Regions from separate parts of the Sus scrofa genome. Here region 2 is linked to region 1. The links are chromatin contacts, called in public promoter capture Hi-C maps. All regions are on one chromosome and are shown on one strand. The core of a region is the stretch at or near the end of the contact, and the rest is flanking DNA. Distances in the headings are between cores, read along the strand shown. Region 1 holds the start of COBLL1 (cordon-bleu protein-like 1). Region 2 overlaps SLC38A11 (putative sodium-coupled neutral amino acid transporter 11).

Region 1 (5,341 bases), core at 2,246-4,745:
CATACAAAGGGATTCTTTAGAGCAGTAATATCCATAGTTAAGGCCTCATAGGCTATTAGAATAACAAATCATGATTTAATTACTTTTAGGGTAGAGAATTTATTTTCCAGATATAACAATTTATTATAACATACTGATTGGGATTGCTCCCTGCCACCTCCCAAATTCACATATCTAGGATAATTTCTTCCCACAATTAAAACCTTTTTTAAAAAAATGTTTTGGGGTTTTCAGGGGAAAAAAAGGCAACACTGAATACTAAATATTCAACAGGTATTATATAATAGGCACTTGGGATATGCCCAGGAACAATACAAACAAATGAAAGAAGACAAAGAAGTAATTTTTAAAATGTTTATACCTTTCAGATATTTTTAACTTCTCTGAATAGAATAATCCAAAGCAAAATGATATAGTGAGGGGTTTTATTTTAGATGAGATGCAGAAGTATTCTTCCGGGTCTTTCTTTAGATTTGGAGATGGCAGGGCAAAACTCCTAAAAAGTATTTTCCTCATATTTGAGAAATCAGCTAAAGCAATTTTGTACATTTTTTTAAACAGAATTTCCATTTAACTTTTACATTCTCACAAGTAAAATCTGAAGTATCTTGCTACAGTGGTGCTTAACACTAGAAAGTTCTATTTCTTTCATCTCAGAGCCATCCGATCTCACCTACTTTACCCACAAATATTATTTGATTTCTGAACATCTAATCCATTTGCAAATCCACAAATTTAATACTATCTTTTTTGGGGGGTACCTGAGTACATTTCTGTATTCCTGCAGCTCCATTGAGAGGTCCACGCTTTAATGATTAATTTCTTCCTGACAATGTATTTCTTTCCTCATACATCCTAACGTGACAATATATGAAAGAATATATGATAATATTTAAATAAAAAAACTGGGGAAAGATTAGAAACAGAAGTCAACAGAAATATGACTATTTGCAAAGGGGAGAAGATAACTAATTGAAACAAAAAAATGAAAGAATTAATTCATACACTACATGTTTCCTCTACGTAAGCATTATACTAAATATCTTTTATATTAGTCATGTTGCTTTGAGACTTTTCCATGTTTCCTCTAGACAACTGCCAATGTTCAAATGGTCTCTGATGAATAAACATGCTGTGACTTGCTTCTAAGGAAACGCATGTCATGTTCCAGGGGAAAATGATTTCTCTACTCCTAAATGAGGAAAACTATACAACTCTCATTCATTAGTTACACAGTCGATTCTTCCTTAGCGTGTCTGTTCATATTCTCTTGGATGCTTTTCTGTGTTCAGAATAACTATCAGAAAAGAAATTGAGCTGGGGGGAGACACTTGAAGGAAAAAGTTACACTTCTACAAAAGGGCTTCCCACTTCACAAGCTCAACTAGCGCCTGTGTTAAACTTTCACTGTTTACCAAGACGAAGGTTATTTTCCGGTGCTCCCCATCTCTTGCAGAACTACCTGTTCTCGTTACTGTTTACCCAAAGACAGAGCAAGGTGATTATTAGCATATCTGGCAAGAAGACGTGCTCCATTTAATATTAACTCACCATGTGACAGCCCCTTCCCCTCCAACCTCTCTTAAACGTGTACGAATACAAAGAAAAGTATCGTGTTTGCAGTCTGACTCTGCGCTAGGCTTTGGCACCAGCAATTGGCTAGAGGCACACACACCCCCAATCCGAGGCGCGCAACCTGCCCGTCCCGGAACTGTCATGCGGACTGACAGCTGGCACACCTTCCTGTCGCCCTCCACCCGGTCGCCGAAGGCCCCTTTCCTACAGTCACCTTGACAGTGCTCACCTGCTGGGCCTCAGCCCTTGGCCAAGAAAACTTTTTTCCCCTTCCCAGGAGTTCACTTACAGGTATCCTCCGCCTCTCTCCCACAGCCCCAACAATGGGCCCTTTGTTACCATTTTGCTCCCGGACTTCTTACCCAATGCCTGGCATTCAGCTGCCCTTCAGCTACTCAGAGAAGCCCCGGTAGGAAAGCAATCAAAAACTACCCGAGCCCCGTCCCCGGGCGGCCTCCGAGGAAGCCTGGAGGAAGCCGCCTCGTTGGCCGCGTGTCCTACTGCGGGTGAATCAGGCCGCCGACTGGGTGGCGAGCTGCTAGCCAGGTAACTGGTTGGAGCCCGGGCAAACCTCGTCCTCTCCCTCCCGGGTCGGCCCTTGGAGACTCACCCTGCTGGGGCAGCCGGCTGAGGCGCCGCCAGGGCGTCCTGCGCGCTCGGAACTCCGCCGTCCATCGCCCTGCTGGGTGCTGCGCGGGCTCTGGCTCCGAGGCGGCGCGTCACTGCTGTAGTGGGAGAGGCCGGCGGGTCAGGGCGGGACGCACGCCTTCCCGAGGCCTGAGCAGGGTTGGCGGCGCGTCAAGAGCCCGCCCGAGTCGCCCGAGCCCTGGGTTAGACCGCCCGCCTCCCGGGTGCGCTTCCACCTGCGGGCCGGGCTCCCAGCCTGTGGGCGCGCCGCTGGGTCTAGCGGCCGGAGGGAGGCGGCGCAGTAGCCCCCGCCCCTGGGGTTACTGGGTAGCCATTCGGCGCCTCTCGGGGAGGGAGCGGAGCTGCCCGGGCTGGAAGGAGGAGGAACGGGACGAGGGGCGAGGCGCACAGGCACCGCCGTCGCCACGCCGGCAGTGCGATTCCGGGCCCCCTCGGCCAAGTTTGCACAAACAAAACGCCCTGGGGAAGCTTTTCACGAAGAAAAAGCTGGGAGGGCTCATTTCTCTTTTCCCACCCAGGGCTCCTACTTTCTTTTCAAAAGGAGACAGTAGCTCCCTGTTCTCTCCCACGGCTTCCTCTCCCACATGTCCCTCCTCTAGACCCGGCGCTCGCTTTCGGCTCTCCAGCCAGGGCTTGAGGAGAGAGCGGCTGCCTCTCCGAGGCTCAGTCCAGCGCGGACCGGACCGCAGCTTCGCATCCCCTACCTCACCGGCGGGTGCCGGCGCCGCCTGGCCTCTCCCCGGGCCGGCTCACTCACCCTGCCCCATTTCCCTGACCAGAGCCCGGGAGCCAGCAGCCGCCTCCGCCAGTCGGCCACTCAGAAGTGGCGACGGGGCTCGGCGGCATCGGAGTGAAACGAGCAGCGAGCCGGAGAGAGAAAAGTGTGGGGGGTGGGCGAGGACCGAGTGGTAATTTCCTTCCCCTGGGGCTTAAGGGCTTTGGGGTCCAGTTGGGGAAGCCGAACGGAAAGGAGGCTCCTGCGCAGTGTGTTCTCATTCCCACCGCTAGGGTGTCGCTTTGGGAAGCTTGGCCCGCCTGGGCCGGACAGGTGGGGAGGAAGGGAGGGTACCTGCCCCGCAAGGAGCCGAGGGGAGGATCCAGGAGCCGTGGAAGTGCCGGGAGAAACTCGAAGAACCGGGCCGGCAGCTTGCCCTCCCTTCCAGTCTCACCTTCCCCCATCCAGGGTGGGTTTTTTTTGCTTTGTTTTGTTTTTTTCCAACCTGACTTCTAAAGTTGCTCTTCTGTTAAAAGCATACCCGTGACACTGTGATTTTTCTACGCGGTGGCATGTTTAAGCTTGCCTTGTCTTCAGAGGCATATTTCTTTCTTTCTTTCTTTCTTTCTTTCTTTCTTTCTTTCTTTCTTTCTTTCTTTTTTTTATTTTTAAGCCTATAATAACTGTGACGTGAGGCCTGGACGTATATCTGGTGACAATCTATGAACTAAGATTCAAATGATAGGTTTTATTCACCTCGAAAGTTTTACAGGAAGAAATCAGACACAATTGTGTAACTGCACGTTTTCCCACGTGCAAGGCCTTTAGATGATCCTTTACACCTGACAAACAGGTATATTTGCATATCTTGTGTGCCAGTTGTTGTAAGGTGCAAGCCATTTTTGATTGGTCCAAAAGCTTACATTCAGGAATACAACTTGAAATTAGAAATTAACTTTACACTTTAAAACGGAAATACTTCAATAAACCAGTAGAGAGATTAGACGAAAGACCATCTTTTAGGAGGCTTCTGCTGCGCTGTTAAAAACAACCCATCTGTATTAACCACTTCACCCTATTGATAGAATAAAGTTTGGTAGGTGGGTTAAACTGATACTTAGAACCAACATTTGACTAAACCAAAGTTTGACTAAGGCTCTTTAAGTTATATCCACTGTGGCAACCCAGAGGATTGCTGAAACTAACATACTAAATACCCAATGTGCCTTTTGTCTCTTATGGACCGTAATTACTATTTATTCCTTCCTATGCATAATATATTCCTTTCATTGTATTTCTACATATGAAAAGGGGAAAAAGTAGCTTATTTGGATTACAATATTGGAGTCATATCAGAAAAAGTTGCTGTTTAATATTTTACTTAATATATTAGTCAATTCAGTTAAATCCATCTGGATTTTAGTCTTCAAACAATTTCATGAACCAGTTATACCTCTAAATGACTAGCTTTTACAGTTGCTCACACAGACAATAATGTAAACATTGAGTAATAGTGAAACCTAAAGTCTATAAATTTCAGTCACCAAATGAAGATTAAACTTTAGTTTCAACCTTAATTTATGACATGCTAGTAATTTTATTGACTCCATTAGTCTAATCTGAAACATAAAATGTTACCATAACATTTCATAATTGCTGGAGGCTTTTTGAATGCTTACCAATTTTTCCTATCCTCCTCCTGGTTTTAGGTGTGGAAGAGGATTACACTCTCCACCCCACTGAAATTAGGTATGGTGATGTAACTGGTTTTGATAAGTAAATGTAAGCAGACACGAAATATTTCATTTCCTGGTAGAATTCCTTAAGGGCCAGTGCCTGACTTTCCATGCTCTCTTCCCTTGCTGCTGCAATCACAAAGATTTACATTAAGCTGGAGGTGTCATAGGACTGAAAGATCCTGGGATGCTGTACTATTACACTGGGCATAGCTGCCCTGGAGAGCCCCAGGATCTACAACAGAATTAGCATAAAGCAAGAAATAAACTTGTGTTGGGTTAAGCTACTAAAATACTGGAGTGGTTTGTTGTCCAGCATTTCTTAGCCTGCCTTAGTTTTGTTTTTGTTTTTGTTTTTCTTTTCTTTTCTTTTTTAGGGCCACACCTGTGGCATGTGGAAGTTCCCAGGCTAGGGGTCACATTGGAGTTGTAGCTGCTGGCCAACACCACAGTCACAGCAACACAGGATCCGGGCTGCGTCGAGGCCTACAACTGCAACTCATGGCAACACCAAATCTTTTAACCCACTGAGAGAGGACAGGGATCAAAAGCCCATCCTCATGGATAGAGTCAGATTCTTGACCCACTGAGAAGCAATGGGAACTCCTTTTAGTTGTAATTATATTTGATGACTTTCAGAATCTCTAATAGGCTAAGCTCAGAGTTC
Region 2 (4,977 bases), core at 1,942-4,441, 66 kb after region 1:
TTTGAGAGGATGGAAGCACTTTTCCATCTGCATTTAAGATTAGTGCAGACAGTCATCAAAACAAAACATTTATTTTGTCCCAGTTTAAGATATAATATATTCAATTTCCTTTTCCTTTTTATCTTTCATACTGTACTAAAGAGTAAAGAAAACCAAGTCTTGATAAATGTCAAAGGGATAATTTTTATAATATAGAGATTAAAACATATGAATGTTATGTGTTTAGAAGTCTATGAAAAATACATATTTCTTAAAGCAGTTCAACTCATTGAAAGATACTGATGTTTAAAATTGAAAGTTGTGTTGTCAGTTGAAAATGAGAAATTGAGATGTTTGTGAGGGAGAAATTGTCAGAAAAGCAGTAGAACATTTCCTGCCCATGGGTGCAGTCTTGAGGATTTGTAATGGCCATGACGAATCCCACAACCATCACCACAGCACCAATGGGAAGCATGACACAGGACATAATCTTATCTGAGTGCGTCCTTGGTTCTTCAGACAGTTTCAGATAACAGGCTGATGGGATGATAAAAATTAGGGGAGCTGCGCAGAGCACACCCTGCGTAATGAAAACAAGAAACAAGATAATGTTATCAAATGGAGCATTCCTTGGACAGTTTTTAAAAAGCATTTACAAAATGCATTTGTTGTCACACATGCTAAAAGTTTCATAGCTGCAGTTAAATCAAACGAAGAAAAATAATTCCAAGAAAGACTTAGGAACAAGTTTTTACCTTACTGATGGTATATTTACACATGAGAAAATAAAATAATAGTATATCAGACTTAAGAAATATTAATCAGAAAACAATATAGAAAATAGAGTGGATGGTAAGACTGACTTGGCGAACTCTTAACATTGCCCATATTTTCAGTTGCATCGTATTTATTTACTCTGCGTTTCAAACTGCTGTGTCTACTATGTCATTCAAATCTGAGATGTCTGTCAGCTGTGTACAAAGAGGACGGTTAGGAGGTGAATATAGGGCACGCATCATATTGTTCTTTAAGTTTATGTGTAAATCAGTGCCTGTCTGTATGAGAAAGGAAAACTTTAACCCTGAGGGTACTTAGCATGAAATAGCATTTCTAAATCCTCTTTCAAATAAAACTAAGCACATTAATTACCCTAGAAAATTGACAGCAGAACTAAATAACTATGACTCATTCAACTTCCCCCACACTAGCTTATGGATAAATCCAACCTGAGGGGGAATGTCAGATTGAAAATCATGGGGAGTAGTGTTGTCTATTATAAAAAGACCAAGAGTTACTGACTTCAAAGGAAATAGACATTCCTCTTGAGGAAGCCATATCTGCACTAGTAACTTTGCAAATACAGTAAGGTTAAAATTTAATGTATTTAAGGTGATATATTTTTTAATCATGTTAGATATTAATTATGTATTAAACAAAACATAACCCATATTATTAACAAAATACATTAAATACAATTCTATAAAAAATTCTAACAAAATTTTTTTAAAACAGATACTCAATAACAAATATGATATGGTTTAGAATTAAAAGGAAGCTTTATATGAAACACATGTTTTCCAAATTTGAAAAAATTATTCTGGAAATTGGTAAATATATAGAAAGAATAGTATAATGAAATCCTATACACTATCGCCTATGGTTTGAAAGCATTTGACACTTTATTTTGGTAACTGTGCCCAGAGAAAAATCATAGAAAGCTTATTTTGAAAGTGGATGATGTTAAAAAAAAACAATTATGCCTTTAAAATAGTCTTAGAGTTGCCATGTGGCTCAGCAGAAACGCATCCGACTAGGATCCATGAGGATGCAGGTTCCACCCTGGGGCTTGCTCAGTGGGTTAAGGATCCTGTGTTGCCGTGAGCTGTGGTGTAGGTCGCAGACACAGCTTAGATCCCTCCTTGTGGTGGCTCTGGCATAGGCCAGCGGCTACAGCTCCGATTCGACCCCTAGCCTGGGAACTTCCATTTGCTGTGGGTACAGCACTAAGATGCGAAAAACAAACAAACAAAAAGCAAATAAACAAACGGAGTTCCGTCGTGGCGCAGTGGTTAACGAATCCGACTATCCGACTAGGAACCATGAGGTTGCGGGTTCGGTCCCTGCCCTTGCTCAGTGGGTTAATGATCCGGCGTTGCCGTGAGCTGTGGTGTAGGTTGCAGACGCGGCTGGGATCCCGCGTTGCTGTGGCTCTGGTGTAGGCCAGTGGCTACGGCTCCGATTGGACCCCTAGCCTGGGAACCTCCATATGCCGCGGGAGCAGCCCAAGAAACAGCAAAAAGACAAAAAAATAAAAAAATAAATAAAATAAAATATTTAAAAAAAATAAAATAAAATAGTCTTAAAAGTTTTCTCAGTATCCCCATTTACTGTGTTTTATACTAAGTACTATTCTCAAACCAGAAATATATAACCATGATTTTAAAAATATAATTTTTTAAAATTTTTTGCAAAGCCCCAAAAGTCTGGAGAAGTGTCAGTTAAGGGGTGGCATTATGAAGTCAAATAGACAGGTGGTATCTAAAAATCTGGGGAAGAATAGGAGGGCCCGCACTTCATGGAAACTATTTCTATAGTCAAGAGTCATAGGAATGAGAAAATACCAAGATGTGCCATATTCTAATTTAAAATATATAGATAATATAATTTTGCTATTAATAGCACCTGAACACCTATAAAAGTTCATAGGATATAAAGGATTAGTATTCATATGGCCAGAATCAAATAAATCATGGATTCCTTAGGCTCCATCATGACACTTGAAACTGACAATGTTTTTTGTTTTGTTTTGTTTTGTTTTTTGCTTTTTAGGGCCACACCTGCAGCATATGGAAGTTCCCGGGCTAGGGGTCGAATTGGAGCTCCATCTGCCAGCCTACACCACAGCCACAGCAATACGGGATCCAAGCCATGTCTGCAACCTACACCACAGCTCACAGCAACCCACTGAGCGAGAGATCAAACCCTTATCCTCAAGGATCCTAGTTGGGTTTGTTAACTGCTGAGCCATGAAGGGAACTCCCTGAAATGTTTTTTAAGTTATAAAAAAACTTTAGAACTCAAGCTGTGCTTATAATTATTATCTTTTGATTTCTAGGAACTAATTTTTGAAATACACACATACTTTGTGCGCGCACGCGCATGCGTGTGTGTGGGGGGGTGTCTCTTCAAAGGAACAAACATGTGAAGCTACTTATCTGGAACTGTCGAGTGTGAAAGTGCTATCAGGATGAAAACTGCCACCAGCTGCTGCTAAGAAGCTGTCATCAGTCAGCATTTTGGGACTCTTCCAAACCTAACTTGCTGGGCAGTGCAAAGCAATGGGTGTTCTGTTTATGCCACAATTCTTAAGAGTTGAGAAAGTAGCAATTAGTGGGAAAACTGTATAGCTGCTGTTTGTACTGGACGATGTCCAGCTGAGTATCTTGTCTAGATAGTGGTTACTTTCTTAATATTTGAAAGCTCTGTCTTGCTACAGATTGTTGTTAGGACCCAAGATCATCAGTAAAATGACAGAACAGTTCCATCTGTTCTATTCCCTATAAATTAGTCCAGCTGATTTGATTTATCTATTATAGCCTTACCTGAGGATACACCACTGGCTTTGGGATCATTTTTGAAATTTCTTGATAGGACATAAATACCGTAACTGTTTATAAAATGGACAATGAAATATAGCCTTCTTTATAATGGCGGGGCAGCACTAATCTTTGATAATAACACTTTTGAAGCCAAGGCATTTTATGGTTTTGCAGGAAGAAATAATAGAAGGTGTTAAGAAGATTTTTAGTGGTAGTGCAGTTTGGAAAAGTATCCGAATTCTCCTACCCGAACAGAAAACACTCATTAGATGCAAGGAAGCTGAAAACTAAATAAAAGAATACACGTCTTTAAAATTTCTACTTTGTAATCAGTTTGGACTCATGTAATGTGTTCCTGTAACTTAAAAAGAAATCTAGCTCAGAGGTCTTTGACAGCTTGGACTATGGCTTGCTCAATGTGTGTACCCTTTCTGGGTAACTGGTTTGCTTTCTTCCTTCTGCTGTTAAATTGCACACAGTGATTGTTGGGCTGGTTACTCTGCCACAGACACATGAAGCTTCATCTTTTTTCTTTATACTACTGCAAGTAAAAATCTGGAGGGCTCAATTACTGTAGATGCCTCTCTTCTCTAATAGCAACATCGCTACTGAGATGCTAAATTCTTATTACCAAGAATGGAATTTTATTTTATTTGTTTCTAAAATAAATCCTTTAAAATCAAGGGTGAATTTGCCTTGGAAAATATGTCATTGTTGTCTACTGCCATGAAAATAATGAAGGGAAGCTTAAGTTTTAAATGGGGTTTTGCTTTTTATTAAATAACTAATATAACCCTGAACAATTTATTCTACATTATTTCAGTTATACTAAGTAACAGCATTTCCTTAACTTTGGAAATTGAAGGCCTGATTCTATTACACAGCTCATCTGTAAAGATCCTTACTCAGTGATGACTCAGAAGCCACGATAAAAAAAATTGCTTAAGTACTACAATTATGAACTAAGTTAAAAGTTATTGGCTAAAAATTATGAACTTAGATGAAAAACTTTTAATTTCATCTCTTGGTATTTATTTTAACCCATTATTAGATACATACAATCCATACATATTATGGGTTATGCTTAATCTCACTTACAGGTAAACTCAATGCATAGATATTTAACTTAAAAAATGGGGAGAAAAAATGGATAGAGAAATGACATAATTTAAAGTCTTACACTTAGGAAACCTCATACTAGTATAATGATTAAAAATATGGGCTATAGGTTTTGGAAACCTGTGTTCATCTTTTGATTCTACCGCTTAAAACTAGTGTGACCTATTTAAGTGTCCATTAACAGATGAATGGATAAAGAAGGTGTGGTATGCTGGTATGTGCTTGTGTGAGTGCATGCATATGCGTGCACATACACACACAAACACACACACCCTGGAAT

The links. Promoter capture Hi-C pulls out the DNA fragments that hold promoters and counts their contacts.
Region 2: a contact with region 1 is called in a promoter capture Hi-C map of fetal liver, with 2.3 times the contacts expected there. The contact joins the enhancer-like site here to the promoter of COBLL1 in region 1. A contact is called at or near these places in 1 of 5 promoter capture datasets (fetal liver), 5 of 47 Hi-C or Micro-C datasets (alveolar macrophages, embryonic fibroblasts, skeletal muscle and 1 more) and 1 of 2 datasets of contacts at active chromatin or transcription factors (skeletal muscle).

The regions. Positions count from the first base shown.
Region 1 is chr15:71,495,000-71,500,340 of Sscrofa11.1, forward strand. It overlaps COBLL1 (cordon-bleu protein-like 1), which reads right to left and starts at 3,496. Exons shown (of 16, transcript XM_021075418.1): 1 at 3,480-3,496; 2 at 2,186-2,300. The coding sequence starts at 2,250.
Region 2 is chr15:71,561,215-71,566,191 of Sscrofa11.1, forward strand. It overlaps SLC38A11 (putative sodium-coupled neutral amino acid transporter 11), which reads right to left. Exons shown (of 12, transcript XM_021075298.1): 12 at 56-559. The coding sequence ends at 266. Among named protein-coding and RNA genes, the nearest start is that of SLC38A11, 50 kb to the right of the region's middle. Within about 2 kb of position 3,192, at least 2 of the 83 cell types and tissues checked have an H3K27ac peak or open chromatin away from gene starts, as enhancers often do. A contact at or near this core is called in fetal liver, where this site is marked.